2 separate regions of the Pan troglodytes genome follow, and region 1 is linked to region 2. A link is a contact called in public Hi-C data. All regions are on one chromosome and are shown on one strand. The core of a region is the stretch at or near the end of the contact, and the rest is flanking DNA. Distances in the headings are between cores, read along the strand shown.

Region 1 (3,489 bases), core at 298-2,797, 49 kb after region 2:
TCCCACCACCATAGCCTTTCTCAGTGTCAGGGCTCTAGCAGGTAGCATGCTAACAGAAACCTGGGGCTCAGAGTGGGTTTTCTTTAACATCTTTACTCTTTAACATCCCAGTCTCCTTGAACTGCAATAGAACAGTTTTAATGCAGGGGAGGTTGTTTAATCTATAAGAAAAAGAGCTGAGGGTGTGGATAACCTCATTCACAAACTAGCAGGTGCTGGAGAGGTCTGACATGGAATACTATAGTGAACCAAGGGAAGAGGTATGAAGGACATGGGAGCAGTAGACAGTGAGCCCACAGCTGACAGTTCTGTACTGCATAGCTCTCTCTCCCTTCCCCAAACAACACAGAACAGAAAACTTCCTGCAGTCAGAGATAATGTCAAGTTCATCAAGTATCCCTGTGAAAGCAAAAGATCAAAATGTAGTGGTTTCTCAATATGTACATTGGATTAACTAGCAAATTATCGATGCAATTTTTAAGTAACCGGTGAAATCAGTCCTTTACTTTGGGTTGAAAAAAACAAAGCAAAATGGGACCAGGAAGAGTGTACCTCAGTTGAAGAAGTGTTGGGTGGAGCTGATAATGAGGTCTTGGGAGATGGGGAACGGCCCATGGCTGTGGACATGCCGGCTCCTGCAGGAGAGGGAGGCTGAGTCTGTTTCTCGGACACCTTACTCCCTTTGGGTCCAGCCTTTTCTTTGGTTGATTTTTTTCTTTTCTGAAAGTGGTTTGATTTTCCTGTTATTCGTTTTCAGTGCCAAATGAAGTAGAGCACATTTTCATTATTGGATAGCAGTTTTATTATTCCTAAGATGTTTCTTGGAAACTTGAGAGGTTGCTGCCCATCTCTCGCCAGTTTAAGAGATGGGCATAGATGGTTTCATTAAACGAAGAAAGAGGAGAATGTTATACACATTATTTCTCTAATTATTTCTGTTATGGGATGTGCTGACTTGGGATTAGAGAAACTAGGTTTTTATACACATGGACAAAGTACTTACCTGATTCTCACGTTGACACTCCACTCTACTAGAATGAAGGTATCACATTTATGTTATATATATTTACATTATGTTTACTCATGTGTTTGGTGCATTGCTTTGAGCATCAATAAGATGATCAATTATCATACAATTTGGTAAATCTGAAACTTGATGGGAAACATGAAGAAATAACTGCCTGCTGGAGAGATTGAGTGGAAGAGCCGTAGCAGAGCTTCCTCTGTGGGACTTGAAGCCTGCTCCTCTTCCTGAAGCTTACCTGAGCTCCAGGAGTTGCCTCTGCTCCTTCAGTTTTGACAGTGCTGCTTGTGGAGGGTGCAGGTGAAGTAGCATCCACTTCCTTCTTCCTCTTTCTTGATAGGGCTGGTCCTTTTACTGGAATAGATTCAATTTTATTCCCAACCAATGCAGAAAAAAGGAAGACATATAAACGATCTCCGACAGCTGAAGCAGTTTCAATACAATTTGCTCTCAGTTCCTGCTTGAGGGTTCAGCTGTGCTTTAGTCTAGCTCTACTGCATTAGCCCAGCCTGGCCTTAAGGAGACCAGCAGTCACAAGACAGGAACAAGCACTGACTCATGCTCCTCAGCACTTTCCTCACTCCTCCCCTGTGCACTGAGCACATGCTTCCTGTTCTCTGAACTCCATGTGCTTCAGTTAACCCTTTCCCCACTCCTCCCCTGTGCACTGAGCACATGCTTCCTGTTCTCTGAACTCCATGTGCTTCAGTTAACCCTTTCCCCACTCCTCCCCTGTGCACTGAGCACATGCTTCCTGTTCTCTGAACTCCATGTGCTTCAGTTAACCCTTTCCCAATGCGGTTCTCCGATCATTTTGTTTTAAAAACTAATGTTTTCATGATGCAGACTGCTAGGTCACATTCCCCAGGTAAAGATATTCAAATTATAGAAACCAGCCAAAGGTTTCCATGAGGAAGGATATACTGATTTTGGACTTAGACTTTTTCAAATCCTTTTTTTTAACTTGATATAACAAGAGGGGAGATCACACTTCTGAGAGGCAGGCTCACATGTAAGTATTGCATTTTTTTAAATTATAAAGGGTAGTGATGGGTTAAATGGTCTCAATAGAACAGATACATTCATTGGCTAAATGTACATATCTTGAATTTAAACAGTTTTTATGATTTTATTATTATATAATCTTTCTAATGTACTGGAAGTCTCAGTCCCCCTTCAACTCCCTCTCACTTTTGTTCTTTCACTGATCCCAAATATACATTCTGAAATACTTCAATCTACACCAGTAATGGAATGCACTAAGTTGTCAACTTGTTGGCCTCTGAAGTACCAACATTGTCTCAGCTGTTGAGTCACAAACTGGGGAAAACACATCTCAAGTATGTCTGAGGTGGGGCTCTAATCAATGTTGGGGAGGGTTTGGGGATGGTTGCAGGGAGTGGGTGTTCCCTCTTCCCAATTACCTTTTAACTTTTCTTTTTTAAGAGTTTCAGCCAGGTCTTCAAGCGTTGGTATATCTTTGAAAATTTGTATTAGTTTGCCCAAACCAGCATCACCTCGGAACTTTTCTTCCATCAAGTCAGCAATCTGAATTTTGTCATACTCTTCTCTCATTTTTAAATTAAGTTTTAAATCGTTGCTCAGTAAGGACTTAACCATTCTAAAATGATAATCATTGATGACCTCTAATCCTTTCAGTAGAACAATGTTCTTGTATTTTTTTTCCATCTTTACAGACATAAGTGAGCCTACAAGAGAAAATGGTATATACAGTGTTACACATGTATACAGACAATTTAAAAGATGTATGCCTATGTGAGTGAGTGGCCCATATGAAAGAGTTGTTCATGAATATGTGTGATAAAGAAGGACTCAACGACCAAATGTGTTACTGTAGAAATTGAGTGAAGAACTGCTGGGTTAGGAATGTCTAAGAAATTATTCCCATTGCATGAGAATAGTTGAGTTGGGTCCAGTTGTTAGAGGGAGGTCTGAGAACAAGCAATTGCCTCAGTGTTAAGAGTATGAGCTCTGCAGTGTCAAAGCCCTTGGTTCCTCTTCTTATCCTTTACTGGGGCTGAAGCCTATTCCCCAAATCCTGCTTGTTGTTTCTTAAATCTTCCCACACCCAGTATGACTGGAGCGGCCTAGGTGTAAATGGGCTGCAGCCTCCCACCTTATATGAATAACTTTCTGCTACAGCGCTACAGTTTCATGCTGTGGCACCGACCCTATTCTCCTTGACTCTTCCCTAGTTGGCTTTCATTAGCATCCTCCCTTCTTTGGTGCTAGACCATGGCTTCTGTTCTCTGTACCCATAAAACCATAACTTTGCTGAAAATCTGCATGCTTTCTAGTGCAGCATCACAGTATTTATTCACTGAAATGATTTTATTGGTGGTTTTATTTTTCTTCTTTCAGACTTGATTTGTCTAATTATTTCTTTTCGCACAATCAGTTTTCTCTCGATAAGCCACATTTATATTCCACTGAAATCCTTCAAT
Region 2 (4,094 bases), core at 647-3,146:
TGAATTGCTAATAGGTACAAGGAAAGCTTTTAGGTTCTTATGATAAAACAAGGTATTGAAAACAAATCCAAATTTTGTACAGTTTATACTCTAAAGGGAAAGTAGATATTTTTCTTACAGGCAAATTAATGAATGTAATTAACTGAGACAAATGTTCTGATGGAAAGGAAGATGGTTCTTCAGCAGCATGTGTCAAAGGAGCGTTAACATAAGCCAGGAGTTAGAGTTGGTGTTGGTCAAAGCGGGTTCCATGGGGAAGTGACTTGCACTAAGCTGTGAAAAATGCATAGGAGTTAAAGGTACCTTCAGTCAGAGGGAACACTGTGTGAAAATCCCTATGACAGCAGGTGTTGACTTGCTTGAGGACTGAAAGAAGGCCAGTATGGCTGGAGTACAGAGAATCTTCAGAGGGCAGGATGGGGTCCCCTCGATAGAAGGAAAATGCAAGGCCTTGTAGAACATAATTAGAAATCTGTGGCCAGGCGCGATGGCTCACGCCTGTAATCCCAACACTTTGGGAGGCTGAGGTGGGCGCATCACGAGGTGAGGAGTTCAAGACCAGCCTTACCAACATGGTGAAACCCCGTCTTTACTAAAAAAATACAAAAATTAGTCAGGCGTGGTGGCATGAGCCTGTAATCCCAGCTACTCAAGAGGCTGAGGCAGGAGAATCACTTGAACCCAGGAGGCGGAGGTTGCAGTGAGCCAAGATTGTGCCACTGCACTCCAGTTTGGGTGACGGAGTGAGACTCCGTCTCAAAAAAAAAAAAGAAATCAGCCCTTGTTTCATAGCAGCAGTTTATTCATTTTCACTACTACATAAGATTCCATTTAATTGATAATTACATGTACACATAAACTGATATACATATATATATAGAGAGAGAGAATTGGTATATTTTTTATTGTTATTTTAGTCATTGGAGGCCATTAGGAATAATGCTGCTATGAATATTTATGTACATTATAAGCCTTATATACTTATCTTTGTATGTTTGTATTTGTATGTGTGTTTCTCTTGACTGTACACCTGTGAATGGTATTACTGGATGTTAAGATAAGTAGATATTGAATTTTAATAAATAGCGTCCCAAACCATTTTCCAAAGTGTTATACCAATTTAAGACGACTACTACTTCATAGTTATTGTTTCTTGTCTTTTTTTTTGAGACAGACAGGGTCTCACTGTGTCATCCAAGCTGGAGTGCAGTGGTGCAATCATGACTCTCTGCAGCTTTGAACTCCTGGGCTTAAGTTATCCTCCTGCCTCAGCCTCCCAAGGCTGGGACTAAAAACATGTGCCATTACACCTGGCTAATTTTGAAAATATTTTTTGTAAAGATAGGATCTCCCTATGTTGACTAAGCTGGTCTCAAACCCCTGGCCTCAAGCGATCCTCCAGCCTTGGCCTCCCAAAGTGCTGGGATTACTGGTGTCTGTGCCAGGTCCGGTTTCTTTCATTTTAAAATAAGATTTTTTTTTTTTTTTAAGAAAAATTAGCTGTTCTTGAAGATATCTTAATATGGTTTTAGTATTTATTCCTGGTGACATTTGAAAATGTGCACTGCTCATATGTTTATATGCTTATTGGCCATGTCTTTCATTTTTTAATCAGTTGATAAGCAATACAAATCGGTAACAAAACCAAAGCCACTAAGTCAAGCTGAAATGAGTCCTGCTGCATCTGCAGCCATCAGAAATGATGTCGCAAAGCAACGTGCTGCACCAAAAGTCTCTCCTCATGCTAAGGTAGGATGAGGAGAGTGGAGTGGTCTTTGTCCTTGTAAGAGCATCACTGCCACTGTCATTTCCCATATTGTTCTCTGTTCTTTATCTCATAGCATGCAAATAAGGGAAGCAAGGCCACAGCATGAAAAGCATTCTGAGTCACAAAAACAGGAACTACCTTTGATTCATCAGATTAAACACCTGTTGAGTTTCTAATCTCTGCCAGGTTCTGGACACATTAACACTTCGTTATGTTTTGGATTCTATAAGAAGAAAACTCTGAGATAGACCGTTGTTTACAGGAAGTCTATTTTAGAGCACTTTCAGAATTAATATCTGTGAGGAAGTGAAAGGAGAAGAAGAGGAAGAATGTCAAGTCCAATGTAGTTGCAATAGAGGCCTTGGCCTACCCTACAGGGAGCTCGGGAGCTGAGAATGTCTTTCAGGGCTCCCAAGATTTGTGAGGGAGTCTGTGGTTTGTACAGGCCCAGGCTCTGGGTCACATCAGAGATCCAATTCACAGACTCTGACACTCGGCCTGGCATGCCTCTGTTTGTTTTCTGCTTGGTTCTTGACAGCAAATTGCTTTTTTAAAAGTAATGTAAAAAAGCCCTTTATACACCTGCATGGGCAAGGTGAGGTGGCCCCATTTAGCTGAGAGAGTAGTGGCTGGAGAGTGTCATTGGTGAGAATGATTAGTTTAGTCCTGAGGGAGCGGCAGACAATGTTAGAAAGGCCCAGCACAGAATCTACCACACATGCAGTTTCATTTCCTATGAAGCAGGTATTACATTATTTTATACCTGTGTGAGCTCTAGAAACTGATGATATATACTTCATTCTCTTTGTCTAGAGGAACCATTTCCTCTGGGTTTGGCCCAGAAACTTCTGGATTTTTCAGGAAAACAAGGTTCAAGTATAAATGGTGTGATTCCCTCATCAGTAATGAAAATATGCATTATTCAGTCTGGAAGACCCAAATAAAGATACATGAACCAAAGAGAAGGACTTTTGTAGTGGACCTCAGTGGAGCTGACCTTTCCCTGCATTGATCCAAATGCAGTCAGTTATGCTGCCCATCAGGGCCCCTTACTGGCCCAAGCTCCACTGGCCCAAGCTCCAGGTCACATCAGAGACACCCTTCGGAGACTCCTACACTTGGCTTTTTATGCCTCTGTTTGTTTTGCCCTGTATTTCCCTTTGGTTCTAAATGGCAAGTGGCTTTTAAAAAGTAGTATTTTCTCCCAAAACAAACCAAAAAGAGGTATCTTATCTCTGTTAATTCAGAAAAATAAAAAGCACAGAGAAGAGAATAAAATTATCTATAATTGTATCTTCTAGGAAAAAAATATATTGATTTTGGTAAAAATCTCTCTAGTGTGTTTGTGTGTGTGCTTTAACTGCTTATTTATCCAATAAGAAACAGATTGTTTATCTGTTTAGGACCTTTCCCTTTATTGAATCAGTTATAACAGTTTACCATATTTCTCTAAAGCATTTTTAATATTTGCATAGTAATCTTTTTGTGACTATACCATATTTTATTTAACCAAATCTATTTTTTAGATATTTAAATTATTTCTTTTTTTATAATTTCAAATAATAAGATGTACTTTTTAAATATAAACCTTAGTGCATAATTCATTATTTAAGGGTAAATCCATAAATGTAGTATTAATTCTCCTTTTAAATTTCTCCTTTAACTCACTCATAAGATCTCTGAACTAGGTCTCCCTCTTAACTCACATTAAATGTAATCTGCATTTTGTTATGTACAATGCTCCCTAGGAATTTGGGGAGCCCTGTGCTGGTCACTGAGCTCCCTCACTTTTATACCAGAGTAAAATGAACGTTTAGGACAGTATTGGATAGAGAAACAAGGACACATGCCCAAATGGAATCGATAGAAGATGGAATCAGATTTATCAGATTTACCCCAAGGCTTAGCAGTATTTCAGAAATCTGATGAAGTCTTTATATATAGCACATGGCAAAGCAAGGATTTGGTTTCAGGGATCCTACCTCCAAAACGTGTTACACCGTCTTACCTGAATACAGGAGTTGAAATCTTCCTTCTGCACTCTCTGTTCTATCTGGATCATTCTAGGCCTCAACTCTCTTCGTATCCCCTCTGTATCTCTTCCCTTGATTCCACCTATCTTCTGCTGGCTTTCTGAGGTTTAGCACTGTGGGTGAAGTAAGGTCCTTTCAATAGTACCTTTTTGACTCACAGCTGATATCTTTCTTCTCTTGTCTTCAGCCTGAACAGAAACAGATGGTGGCCCAGCAGGAATCTATCAGAGAAGGGTTTCAGAAAGGCTGTTTGCCAGTTATGGTACTGAAAGCAAAGAAGCCCTTCACGTTTG

Evidence for each region. A called contact is a pair of places that touch in the nucleus more often than the background predicts.
Region 1: a Hi-C map of a lymphoblastoid cell line shows a contact between it and region 2, with 4 times the contacts expected there. The contact joins two enhancer-like sites. A contact is called at or near these places in 2 of 7 Hi-C or Micro-C datasets (induced pluripotent stem cells and a lymphoblastoid cell line).

Annotation. Positions count from the first base shown.
Region 1 is chr1:90,182,969-90,186,457 of NHGRI_mPanTro3-v2.0_pri, forward strand. It overlaps IFI16 (interferon gamma inducible protein 16), which reads right to left. Exons shown (of 11, transcript XM_054687371.1): 3 at 2,449-2,733; 4 at 1,263-1,378; 5 at 553-720. The coding sequence starts at 2,725. Among named protein-coding and RNA genes, the nearest start is that of PYDC5, 15 kb to the right of the region's middle. Within about 2 kb of position 1,548, at least 5 of the 24 cell types and tissues checked have an H3K27ac peak or open chromatin away from gene starts, as enhancers often do. A contact at or near this core is called in a lymphoblastoid cell line, where this site is marked.
Region 2 is chr1:90,134,060-90,138,153 of NHGRI_mPanTro3-v2.0_pri, forward strand. AIM2 (absent in melanoma 2) reads left to right here. Exons shown (of 8, transcript XM_063796329.1): 5 at 1,616-1,749; 6 at 3,989-4,094. Among named protein-coding and RNA genes, the nearest start is that of PYDC5, 64 kb to the right of the region's middle. Within about 2 kb of position 1,897, at least 1 of the 24 cell types and tissues checked has an H3K27ac peak or open chromatin away from gene starts, as enhancers often do. A contact at or near this core is called in a lymphoblastoid cell line, where this site is marked.